Regions from separate parts of the Mus musculus genome. Here region 1 is linked to region 2. Evidence: chromatin contacts called from public promoter capture Hi-C data. All regions are on one chromosome and are shown on one strand. Each heading gives the region's core, a stretch centred on a gene start, on an enhancer-like site or on the middle of the called end of the contact. The rest is flanking DNA. Distances are from core to core; before and after follow the strand shown. Region 1 overlaps Itpr2 (inositol 1,4,5-triphosphate receptor 2). Region 2 holds the start of Tuba3b (tubulin, alpha 3B).

Region 1 (6,719 bases), core at 974-3,473, 780 kb before region 2:
ACCTATATCCATACACATACATTCACATATACACATACACATATTCATAGACACACACTCATACACACATACTCACACTCACACATACTCACATACACACTCATATACACATACATACATATACTCACACAGACACTCACATACCTATACACACCCTGCACCTACATATGAGAACATGCACACACACTGATACTCACACACACTCACATATCCACACACTCATACACACATATACACACTCGCAGTCACCTATAACCATACACATATACTCACACAATACACACATTCATAAACACTCATACACACACACTCATATACATATACTCACACTCATACACACTCACACACTCACATACACACACTCCTGCACCCACACATGGAAACATGCACACACACTCCCATGTACACCCACACATACACAAATTTATGAAACATGCCTGTTTGGTAAGCAACTAGCATGTGCTAATAAGCAACCAGGTGGCGATCTGAGACCCGGGCTCCTGAGCTGGGTGTGTGTCAGAGAGAGCTTCCTGGCGGTGAACTGGCACCTGTTTAAGCTCCCTTGGTTACTTTTCCATTTTTATGATGGCAGGCAAACTGTGACACTTCCACAATTCTCTGCAGGGAGCTACAGTTCCTGTGTCCCCTTTTTTGTCCCCTTAAATATCGAGGGTTTTATAAGCAGAATCCACAAAGCTCATGAGTTTGGACAGAATTTTCTTTATGCTGTAAAGAGGCAGGGTTACCTTTCTATTATCGAAGCTACACTCATTAGTATGTGTATAACTAAAGCTTTCTGGTGACTCTGGCAGCCTTGACAGGCTGGGCTTGACATCCTGACACAAGAATTAGAGAGAAGACTGAGAGGGAAAGCAGAGGGAGGGGACGTTTCAGTGTGGCTACAGTGGGAGGAAGAGCAGGTGAAAGAGGCCAGTGAGCTCGCCTGTCTTCAAGGTCCTGACAGGAGCCTTGGCTCTAAACAGAGGACGACCTAGATGTAACCATGCAGCCCTGGTCAGGGCTCAGTCTGGTCACCACTTCTCAGACCAGGTTCCACAGGAGGTATGAAGAAGTTACTGTTGAGTGCACCACTCCGTTCCCACAAAATGATCGCTTCTGTTGAGAGTGTAGCTGAATGCCCTCATTGGTACTCGCCTCACTGGGGGACTGTGTGTCCTTTGTGGGTTTCTCTCGGGATCCAAGGTGGCTGCAGGCTCAGGACAATGATGTCTCTGTGCCTTTAGTCTCTGAGGGTACCGAGATAGGTAAGGGATACAGACGTTCTTTGAGTGTGTAGTGCCTACGTGCAGGGTCTGAGTGGAAATGAAGAAGACAGAAATGCAAGGTGTTTGGAGAGGCCAGGCTTCCATCCTGTCTTAAGCCAGCCGGTGACTCAAGGGTGGAGTCTCCTTAGAAAAACAGCTTCCAGGTGCCTGCTATGCTCATAATGCATTATACATATTTAATTGCTTAAAAATTCTAAGGGGCAGTCTTGATGCTTACTTCCAAACTGTTTATGAAATGGAGTTTGTTAAATAAACTAGCCAGAGCGTGGGAGAGTCGAAGCAGGAAGCTTCCAACAAGGCTCTTGTAAAAGTCATGTAGGCATGTCGGATGCTCTTCCACATACACAGTTGTGAAATTATTTATGAACAGACATTTTCTATGCATTAGAACTATTTTTGCAAAGGCCAATGGGAAGGATGGAGAAGGAGAACACACTCCATGTGTTCTATGTAGTTACAATAAAGCCACAAGTCTCCAATACTATTAACAATTTGCAGTGGTTTGTTTTAATTAACCCTAATTAGCACATTTTAAAAATACATATTTTGAAAAGAATCATTGCAGTGCAAGTGTCAAAATACAGAGAGGGTCCTGGCTACTCTGGTTGGGTCCCCGAGAGAGACATTACCAAGAAGAGCAGTAGAGTAATCTAGACCTGACATCTTGTCATTCTAGAAAATCCTCTGGTTAGCATTTCAAAAGTGGGGTGAAGAGAGGATTGAACCCCAGTATGAACTTACAGAGGACTGAAGTACAGGCTACACTGTCAAATAGCCCTAAATAGCTGCATCCGTTTAGCACATTTTCCCCCAAAGAGTATGGGCATCAAAAGCTGGGTTATACTAAGTGGAGGAGAGCTCAGTCAGCAAACTGTGACACAATGCATTCCTTTTAGTGATACAGTACTTTTCCAAGAACACTGCAACTTCTTTTCTACACCAGACTGTTGCAATCTGGCTCTCCTTTTGTGTAACTCAGAAAAGCTGGTCTCCCTGAGCTCAGTAGTATTTTGATTATAGCATCTCCTGTCTACATAAGCCCCTTATGGCCTACTGTCCTTTGAATGTCCTGCCTGTGTTGGAAACTTGATCGTCAATGTCACAGTGGGGTGGGGCTCTCTGGGAGAAGTGGGCATGAGGAGTCAGTGATGGAGAGACCTCACTCCCGGATTCCTGGGCTAGTGTGTTAGCGTGGCTTGTTGCAGAACCAGGCTGGGGCTTGGTGGTTCTGGCTCATGGGGTGGTAGTCTCCATGTCACAATGTAGCACCAAGGCCCTCAGAGCTGACACCTCCGTGTGCTTAGCCCCCTGCTTCCAGAATCGAGACCTAAGAAATTACCAGGTCTGTGGGGCTCGGTTGCAACAGCAGCAAGTGGACTGAGATATTGCTGGATCTCACTGCCTAGTGTCCAGGAAGATCGTTTAGGAGCTGGCTTTTCAGCTCTGTGCTCTTACATTCTTGGTCACCTCCTCTAAAGGAACAGTGCTCGACGTATCTGTGATTCTCTTGGTGTCAATAGACTTGTAGAATCCACAAGCTCTGCTAACAGCTTGTTGCCCCAGCTTGAGTATGCTCGATTCTCTGAAAGTTTTTATGTCCCTAAGGATGTAACTGAAAACAAACTTCCTATCCCTGCCCCACACTCCTTTCCCTTGAGACAGGGTTTCTCTGTAAAACTCTTCTGTTCTGGAATTCATTTTGGAGGAGAGGCTACCAGGTTGGCCTAGAACTCACAGAGATCCCCCTGCTTCTGCGTCTCAAGTATTGGGACCCCCCCCCCCCACTCTGACTTAGTCTCCTTCTGCCACCTTCTTCACCATAATCAGTGCTGTCTTTAACATCAGAGCTTATGGCAGCCTCTGTCTTTGAGAGGGAACTCCAGTTGGGAGCGGCTGCTCATGGTCTTAACTCCAGATTTGGCAGGCTGAAGCAGGAAGGCTGCTGTGAGTCTGAGGCCAGCCTGGGCTGCTTAGGGAGACCCTGTCTAAAAAGAAGGAAGGAAGGAGAAAGGGAGGGAAGTGTTTTATGTTGCACAAGTTCTTCCTTTGGTTCTTTACAAGAGGGTCACGTGCCCCTCCATCCCCTGCCCCCCCCCCCAACCTTCCTGCCTCTGTTACTGGCAGTCAGTGCTGTGGTTTCACAGTCTGGAGCCTCCAGAGAAAGCTGCTGCTCTGCCATTCACAGTTGACTGAAACTGCACGTTCTTTTTGTGGGCCAATGAATCTACATCCTTTAACTCACTTTCTTCCTCCCTTCCTCCTTTCCTTCCTTCCTATTGTCTGTAGTTTGTCCATCCGTCCGTCTGTCTGTCTGCCTTTGGCTTTTCCATGAATGGCTTTTTGACTAGTCTTCAGCCAGCCTGGGGTGCAGGTCTCTTTGTGAGGTGGGGATTGCATTTGTGCACTTGAACGTGACCCTGCATCTTTCTCACATCATCATGCCCACAGGAAGAATCCCCAGGCCATGTGTTTTCACAATACTTTACATCCCACCCACAGGATACAAGGGTTCCCTTGCTCTGACCTTTGGCCATTTATCTCTGGACTTAGGTCATCATGTCCCTAGCCTGGGAGGCTGTCTGCTTTGCTGTGGTTTTGATTTACCTCCCCCCCCCCACACACACATAACTGAGCATGTTTTCCTATAGTCACTGGTCATTTGTATGTCTTCTTGAGTCCGTGGCATTTAGAGAGTTCTGGTGACTTAAATGTGGAGGATCAAATCCTTATGTTGTAAATTGGTATACAGCCACCAGAGAAGGAGCCATAACTGCTGTGCCCAAGGGCATGCTCAGATTAGACTACCCCTCCCGGGAACATAGGCTGTACAACTGCCCATAATCATTACAAAGGCTGTGAGCCCTGGTCTTCTGAAGGGTGATTCAGGATAGACACTCCTGTAACCCAGTGAAGGAACGGTGAGCAAGCTCACACCTTATGTCCCTATTAGCTGGAGCAGTTAACACTAAATGTGAATAACCTTGGACCTCTTCCACAGAAAGACGGGGAGATTCCAACACCAAAGAAAAAACGCCAGGCAGGGGAGAAGATCATGTACACCCTGGTTTCAGTCCCACACGGAAATGACATCGCGTCCCTTTTTGAACTTGATGCCACAACTCTGCAGAGAGCCGACTGCCTGGTTCCGAGGTAAAAAGAAATACAAAATAAAAAAATAAATAAACAAATGAGTAAAAAGTTAGGCTGAGCAGATGTTTCTTTGAATAGTTTCCCCAACAAGTAAGGAATGAAAAGTGTAATATTGATACAAGTTTCACAGTAGAAGAGACCATGAGTGAAGGAAATGCTCGAAAAATGTTCTGAGTCTAAGGTGAACATGCTAACGTAGCTTATTTTATTCATATAAATAATTAAAATGAAAGGAGTTCTGAAAAATTTATTAGAATCATTTATTCACTTGAACCGCCTTTGGTCACAGTAATGAAAGGTAATCTAATAGCATTTAAAAATCTAAATTTTGTTTCCTTCGGTGTCAGATTCCCACTTGGCTCATTTCCTTGTTCATCTTGTTAGTGGCCCAGCTAGGAAGTTTCTGTTGGCTGTCAGTTTCAAGGCAGGCCTGGCCCTGGGCATCGAAAGGAGAAACAGAGTCATGGGACCAATAAACCTGTGAGCTGAAGTTGGTTTCGATTGTGGGTCACAACCAGTGCCCTAAGCCAGGTCTGGTCTCATGTGCTCAGTAAGCCAATTAAAAGAGCCAAATCAGAAGTGAAAAGCAGAAATGGAGATTTAGTTAGTACACTGGGAAGCAGAGAGGCAAGCGTCTCTTCAGAGTTCCATCTCCATGAGGCCTATAAAAAGATAATGAAGTGCTTCAAAGAAAAACCTCTGGGGGTGAGGTTAGGCCAGAGGGTGCAGAAATGGCCTCTCTGAGGAAAGACTGCATGGGCTGAGCGGTTCCCTTCGGAGAGGAACATTCTAGGCAGCAGAAGTAGGAGGGGGAATCAGCTTGAAAAATTCTAGGAGGCCAGTGTAGAGCGACCTAAGCAAGAGGAAGGGGCATGGGATGAGCCAGCCAGTGTTCGTGTAGAGAGGTTATTGGGTTCTTTAGCACGAGTGTGAATATTTTTGTTAAACTTTTTTTTCCCTAGACACAGTGTATCTTGTCCATGTTGTTACACATGTGGGATGGTTCTAATTTGGCTGTGATGACACAGCGTTGAAGTTGGGCCTGCCAAATGGCCGTGGTTAGCTGGAGGGACCACACAAAAATGCAGACACATATCTTTAGTATCACAGAGGTTCCATGATTACCTTGTTTGTGAGGGGAACTGCTGACTGGTGACCTGGTGTGAGCCCATCTCTCCTACACACTTGCTTAGCAGTGTAGCCTGTGAAGACACGCCCTCTGCTGCTTTGGCCAAGTGTCTGCCTTCTTGTATGGGGATCTTAATCATTACTCTGACTTAAGTCATTCTAGATCCAAGTCAGCAAAAATGGGATCTATCTTGAATTCAGCGCAGGAGAATTTGTTTAAGGAAGTGGCAAGCACCCATGGTCAGGTGCATAGACCCACCACAAGGTTATGAAGTCTTGCTGTGCCCGTGTGTTAGCTACTGCTGTTCAGAGTGCTTGAAGTCCTTTTCTGTGTTGAGAAGAATTTGTGTTAACATGGATTCAGCTGTCATTCACTGAGCTATAGCTAACAAAAACTCTTAACACTAACCACTCTTACATCCTCATCTGAAATCCTCTGATATTTTCTTTGTGCCCGCCAAGCCTCATGTCAAGTTCTTCATATCTGTTACCTGGCTTCATCGTGGGTAATGCTCATAGGTCATAGGTCATAGGTCATAGGTCATAGGGCAGAAGCTGAGTTAGAGCAGGCCTTCTCAGACTGACTGAGAAAGATCTGAGGAGTGGGTCTGGGTCATTCTGAGAGTAGGAAAGTCAGTCTTGGGGTGAGATGTGGATATGGCATCTTTTAAAAAGCATTACCCAGTGGATTCCAGTATGAAATGCAGACTTTCTCAAACTTCGAGCTCTTATGGTACAATCTTTTTTTCTAGAAGGATTTGAACAAATGTCTCCAAACCCAGGGGACCTACAAAAGACCAAAGGCCCAAACCCAGGGCATCTACAGAGACCAAAGGAAGGGTTTTACTCAAATCCAGTGAGGGAATCACTGGGTTTGCTTACAGGAGCATGATGAGGGATTTCTTACAGGAATGTAGGTTACAATCGTGTCACTGAAAAATCTGGCACCAGCATGGGTGATAACCTCCCCGTAGCTGTACAGATGCCACTCCCATCAGCTAACTGCTTACCATGTGTATTCTAGAACTTCCCGAGACTGTATGTAGTTGGGAAATGCAGGAACAAGTAGCAGGAGTCTGAGGTGAGCATGTAATTAACCTCCCCACCACATGAGGGAGCACCAGCAGGTCCAATCCTAGCGGTCAATGAAGCCTG
Region 2 (6,662 bases), core at 2,876-5,375:
ACTGAGAAAACTCATCTGTCCACTTAAGGTTTGGTAATTGATGGTTTTAAGAAAGGGTACCCAGAATTATTTGGAGAAGCATAAAGTCACTTAGCAACCTAATTACTATTCATGCCTTCTTTGGAGCCTGACATGGCAAGGGCCATGAGCTTGCCCAAAGCTATGACCCTGAGGCAGAACCTATGGTTACTGGCAGACATAACTGTCATAGCACCCAGTCCTACCTTAAATCCAGTCGGGCACCAATCTACAAACTGGATGGTGCGCTTGGTCTTGATGGTGGCAATAGCCGCATTGACATCTTTGGGAACCACATCCCCCCGGTACAACATGCAGCAGGCCATGTATTTGCCATGGCGAGGGTCACACTTGACCATCTGATTGGCTGGCTCGAAGCAAGCATTGGTGATCTCTGCTACTGACAGCTGCTCATGGTATGCCTTCTCAGCAGAGATGACTGGGGCATAGGTCGCCAGTGGGAAGTGGATGCGAGGGTATGGCACCAGGTTGGTCTGGAATTCTGTTAAGTCCACATTCAGGGCGCCATCGAACCTTAGGGAGGCTGTGATGGATGACACAATCTGCCCAATCAGACGGTTGAGGTTGGTGTATGTGGGACGTTCAATATCCAGGTTGCGCCGGCAGATGTCGTAGATGGCTTCGTTATCCACCATGAAAGCACAGTCGGAATGCTCCAGGGTGGTGTGCGTGGTCAGGATGGAGTTGTAAGGCTCCACGACCGCTGTAGAAACCTGGGGGGCTGGGTAGATGGCAAACTCCAGCTTGGACTTCTTGCCATAGTCCACTGAAAGCCGCTCCATCAGCAGCGATGCAAACCCAGACCCTGTGCCACCTCCAAAGCTGTGGAAGATGAGGAAGCCCTGCAGTCCCGTGCACAGATCGGCCTGTGGTAAAACCAGAGTACATAAGCTAGTGCCTACAAAGCCACATCCCGACTTCCACCCCACATGCAGGACTTCCACTTCTACAAACTGATGCAAATTCAGATCGTCTACCATACAGACGCCGCACTGGGTTTGAATACAATGAAGACCTGTAGATGCATCTCAGTGGAGACTAGTAAAATATTTTGGTACTCATGATAGATTCTTGATTCTAACCTTTTTGCCAAAATAACTCCCCCACTACCTGTGACCCCCTTGACCGGGACAACCATCATATGAAGCCTCTTCTACAACCCTCTTACCAGTTTTCGGATCCGGTCCAGGACCAGGTCAACAATCTCCTTGCCAATGGTATAATGACCTCTGGCATAATTGTTGGCTGCATCTTCCTTCCCAGTGATGAGCTGCTCTGGGTGGAAAAGCTGCCGGTAGGTTCCGGTGCGTACTTCATCTAGAGAGAGAAAGACCATACGTAGTGTGAGTATTTCAGGCAAGGACTGTTCAATTCCATTAAGCACAAATGTCAACAGTTTCTCCTAGGAAATATATATCACTAAGAGTACACATATCATACAGCTCATACAACTTTAATTTTCTCACCCAACAAAGTCACAATTCTACATACTATGTATATGTACATCCTGTCTACTCTGCACAGGTCTCGGTGGGCTTTTCCGAGACACCCCAGTTTCCCAGGAAAGCCTCCACTCAGGCCCCAAGCACCTACCGACCACAGTGGGCTCCAGGTCCACAAACACTGCCCTGGGCACGTGCTTGCCGGCTCCAGTCTCACTGAAGAATGTGTTGAATGAGTCGTCCCCGCCGCCAATGGTTTTGTCGCTTGGCATCTGACCGTCAGGCTGAATACCATGTTCAAGGCAGTACAGCTCCCAGCAGGCATTGCCAATCTGGACACCTGCCTGCCCCACGTGGATAGAGATACACTCACGCTGGAAACCAGAACAGAAACATGAAACTGCATGACACACCTATACAATTTTGAGTAGTACCTTGGTGTCTATTTTCAAACTTTATTTCCAAGAATGCTCAGGCACTCCTTTTATCTCTGTTAAAACTGACTTCCACTAGGTATGGTTGTGCAGGATTATGGAATTCCAGTTCTCAGAAGGAAAGAGTAAGTACATTCAAGTCCAACCATATCTCAACACATACACACACACGAGAGAGAGAGCAGCTTGTTCCGCTCTGAACTCTCTAGTGATAATCCTCTTGCCCCAGCCTCTCAAGTTCTAGAATTAGAAATGTAAGCCATCACATGAGGCTAACCATACTCTTCAGTAGGAGTTCACCCCAGAGTATAAATGTTTGCCACTTTTCAAAATATTAAAGTTTAAGACTTGCACACCATACAATGTCGACAATTAGCTCATCATGGACAGTCACAGTAATTCTCTGGAAAATAATCTATGTGGTTTTAATAGTGGCCTGTCTAAAGGATAAGATATACTCTAATAAAAAAGACAGAATAGGTCCCAGGGTACCCAGCCCTAGCCTGGGTAGTCACTGTGTTTTTTATCTGCCCATCTAGAAAATCTTGCGTTCTAGTTTCCTGCCACTTTTCTTTCTCTTTTTTGTTTTAAGATAAGGTCTCACTATGTTTCCCTGGCTGACTTGAACTCACAGAGATAATTTGCCTTCATTCCTGCATGGGTTTCCACTGGCAGACTACATAGCCTGGAAGTCAAATAAACCCCTTCCTCCTAAAAGTCGCTCTGGTGTTTTTATCCCAGCAACAGAAATCAAGTTAGAATATGTTGCCAAATTCCATGCACGGCAAGGATTTCACCATAAGAACAAAAGGATGGGGGCTGAAGTGCCTTCTCAATACATTTCTTAATGAAAAAATAATGATCAAGCCAGGTGTGGTGATACAAGACAGGAACTAGCTCAATTATGAGGCTAAGGCAGGGAGACAAGTTTGAGTTTACCATGAGACCCTGTCAAAAAAAACAAACACATTCCGGCTGTTTAGACCTAGATCTCATTTGGTATTTGTTAGCATGTGTTCCTTTTGAGTGAATATAGATATTTTAAAAAGTTCCCTGCCTAGGGCAGGAGAGATGGTTTGTTTGTTAAGTTCTCCTCTTTCAGGGACTGCCCATGACTGCAGCCTCTGGATAGTCACTGCCCTCTCTGGCTTCTCTGGGAAATGGCAGTCATGAACACACACTTCCCAAAGACACACCTACACATTTTAAAACAAACCAAAAACTTAAGAAAGGTTCTCAGTTTTATGTTTTCCCCCTTAAGGTCTTGTAGCCTGTGCTGGTCTCAAATTCACTACCTCAGATTAGTCTTGGGCATCCAAGTTCCCTACCTCTGCCTGCATAGTGTTTGGGACTGTGGCATGCCACACCATAGCTCATATACCTTCTAAAGGGCACAAATGATTCCACTTATAAACCACCTAACATGACAAGGAGCTGCAGGCACAAAATACAAAAACTTCTTTGGGAAGTTTGGTGGCCAACATCTGTGATTCTGACAGAGAAGGCAGAGGGCAGGACTATCAGAGTCTGGAGGATTTCCCCCTGCACAGTAAGCTAGGGACCAGCAAAGGCCGTGAGAGACTCTTAAATTTCCAAACTGAAGCTGTCTGGGCTCGGTCACTTTCACTTTCACTTTCCTATGGTGAGCATTAGGCCAGAAAGCTTGGTAGCTTCTAGAATCTTCTGGAACCCAGGCGATTGATTGTTTTCTCAGTCAAGGGCACTGGCATCAGAAAACACAAAAGTTCCCTTTCCAAAAACCCATCTCGGCACTCTCGAGACTGGAATCGGACGAGGCTAAGGCTGGAACTCTTGTGCCTCTTTTGTCAGGTGCTGTTGGGCTGGGACTCCAGGCAGGTTCTGCACCCCAAGGTGCATCTCCCTCTTGAGAGAGTTTGGGCCATGAGGAGATGCCAGGCTCTGAGACCTAACACCCCCATCCCACCCCACCCCCTGCCGGGGACCTGGGAGAGGAGAAGCGGGCTCCCAGCCGCTTCGCTTGCTCACCCTCACAGGACCCCAGACTCTGAGGAGATGGCGTTCTCCCTCCCGTGGGTCCCACCCCGGTTCGGGCTGTTCTCACCATGCTGAACTCCTAGCAGAGCACCTCAGCCGATCCTCAGAGCTGCTCCTCAACCGCCGCTCGTGCGCCCAACGGTCCAGGCTGGATGCTCCGGGTACTTAACGCTTTCTCCCTGGATGCTCATTAGTCCAGAGCGTCTCGGGGGCAGGCTTAGGCGCCACGTCCTTTTTGCGATTGGATGTGGCTCAATTTGAAGCGGTGGTACTTTCTGATTGGATGTAAATTTGGCGGGAAGGCTCTGGAGTGGCTGGAGGGGAGAGAACTTAGGATCGGGAGACTGGAGGTCTGCGCATCCCTGACATCCGGCTTTGCGCAGGACAAGTGGGGTGCTCAAGCTTCCCTGGTCTGCGCATGCGTGACCTGGGGAGGGCTTTGCGGCTGTGCACTCCCCCCACCATCCTGCCATGTCTCACCTCGCCTCGTATTACCTGGTGCAGAGAAGATCTCTGGCCAGACCTAAGAGAAAGGCAGATGGCCCTTCTTCCAAAGACACGAGTTTCTGGGCACCAGTTATGTACATCCTGGGAAGCCAGCATCCGTTTGAGAGTCTTCCTGAACAGTCATCTGGGTTGGGGTATGTAGCTCTGGCTGGCTCGGGATGATGTAAGGTGAACTCTTGTCTTAGCTTGCATCAGTGCTGGGACTATAGGTATGCACTGTGCCTGGTGGGGATCAGTGGACATACCTTCCTTCCTCAGGATATCCAAATGCACATAATTGAATTGAAGGCTATATAGCATGTTGTGCCATTTTATTTTATTTTATTTTATTTTATTTTATTTTATTTTATTGGCATAAACTTCTGTATCCCACCCTGGACTTGACTCTCCCTGTAACCAAGAATGGATTTGAACTTTCAAATAGTAAAATGGAAATTTTACAAGCTAGAGAGAAATACTGGCTGTCCTTCATCCCTGTGTGTATACATTTATGATTTTTTTATGTAACTAGGATCAAACAAGATTTTTAAAACCACCTTGCTGAGATTTAGTTTTCTTACTGGTAATACAATTATTCTTTTAGTGTGTGTGATTCCATTAAGTTGGGAACTTCTAGGCTCAAATTGTGGTCACTCCTCTGGCCTCCTGAGTAGCTGGGACTGCAGAGATGTACCACCATACCTTGTTGATTTTTTTCTTTTTTATGGAAGAGAGTGTTTGTTTTAGCGCACAGCTTGGGGGGTACAGTCTGGCCTGATGGAGAAGCCATAGCTTCAGATTAAAAAGAAATTATTTATTTCTTGAGTCAGATCTATCCCAACCTGCCTTGAACTTGTGCCGTCCAGAACAGCCTAAGACTTTGATTCTCTAGCCTCTACCTCCAAAGTGCGGGTGATATGAACCTATGTAACTAAGCTCTGTATATACGGTATTGGGAATCAAACCCCATGTATCTTGGATGGCAGGTGAGTACTTTACCATCTTAACCATGTTCCTGGTCATAGGCACCCCTGTTCCCACATGTCTTGGTTATCTGTTAACTGTCAGTTTGTCCCAGATCAATCAGATAGGCCTGTGAGCAAGCATGTGGGGGATTGTCTTGGTTAGTGACTGATGTAGAAGGCCGCACCCGCTGTGGGTGGCACTGATCTCTGGACAGGTGGTGCTGGGCTGTCTATGGAAATTTAGCTGTGCAGAGCGTGAGCAAGCCCAATGAGGAACATTCCTTTTATGATCTCTGCTTCTTCAAGTTCTTGCTTGGGTTCCTCCCTGACATCCCCCAGGAATTGACTGACCCGGAAATATAAACCAAACAAATCGTTTCCTCTGGTTAGTTGCTCTTGGCCATGATACCACGGCTCAGGTCAGCATAAGCTGACAGCGGTGTTTGGTGGACAAATGAGTAAAGGGAGATGAATGGCTGCAGAGCAAGGAGGAAGGTCCTCGACGGGGAAGCTGAGGTGGAACGCTAGCTTTGAGAATCGGGAGCAAATGCAGGTGTTGGGGGTTGTGTGAAGGCCAGCGGCTGTGCTTTTCCTACCCTGCTCTGAAAGCAGCACGCAGCTGTGTGTGAAGCCCGGAATGAGCCCCCCTCATGGAGCTGGTGGTGGTGTTCAACTCTGTTCACCTGGACCTCCTACGGAGGAGAAACCCATCACCTCCACAGACCGTGATCTCATTTACACACCCAGGTCTCAGAAAAGCCCCTTTGGGCAGCTTCTCTCCTGTGGATGTCAATCCAGGTTCACAGTAGTGGGAGGTGAGTGTTTGTTCAACTTCTTATAATGACACACTGAGCCCTGGGAAAGAGTTTGATTGAACGATAACCCTATAAATATGAATGAAGAATAAAATCTGGGTCTGATTGATACTGGATGAGTGAACAGTTGATAAATAGAAAAACTGCTGTGGTAGATATGTTCCCTGATGGAATATTAGTTAAGCCAAACCGTTCCCACTATATCAGAAACTATAGTGTCCAGGTGTTCTCCCATACCTGTGTAATATTGGATGGTCTGTGTCCCCAAAAGACCTGGTGTCATTGTGGATCTGATGCCCCCTCTGTGGGCTTTCCTAGAGGCTCATGTAAAGGAATTCTGTAAAATGCAGATCAAGTTCGCTGTGATTTCAGAGGGAAATAAGGTCACCTTACTCCATAAGAATGCCACCCACCTCATCCATATTCATACAATTTTCTTTAAAATTCACAACACAGTGCATTGAC

The links. Promoter capture Hi-C pulls out the DNA fragments that hold promoters and counts their contacts.
Region 1: a promoter capture Hi-C map of embryonic stem cells shows a contact between it and region 2, with 3 times the contacts expected there. The contact joins the enhancer-like site here to the promoter of Tuba3b in region 2. A contact is called at or near these places in 7 of 39 promoter capture datasets (the 3T3-L1 cell line, cranial neural crest, embryonic stem cells and 3 more) and 1 of 9 other capture datasets (embryonic stem cells).

Annotation. Positions count from the first base shown.
Region 1 is chr6:146,394,630-146,401,348 of GRCm38.p6, reverse strand. Itpr2 (inositol 1,4,5-triphosphate receptor 2) reads left to right here. Exons shown (of 57, transcript NM_019923.4): 11 at 4,285-4,436. Among named protein-coding and RNA genes, the nearest start is that of Itpr2, 100 kb to the left of the region's middle. Within about 2 kb of position 2,223, at least 19 of the 459 cell types and tissues checked have an H3K27ac peak or open chromatin away from gene starts, as enhancers often do.
Region 2 is chr6:145,613,426-145,620,087 of GRCm38.p6, reverse strand. It overlaps Tuba3b (tubulin, alpha 3B), which reads right to left and starts at 4,125. Exons shown (of 5, transcript NM_009449.3): 1 at 3,999-4,125; 2 at 1,633-1,855; 3 at 1,208-1,356; 4 at 225-905. The coding sequence starts at 4,001. Gm38475 (a long non-coding RNA gene) reads left to right here and starts at 5,769. Exons shown (of 3, transcript XR_378153.2): 1 at 5,769-6,197.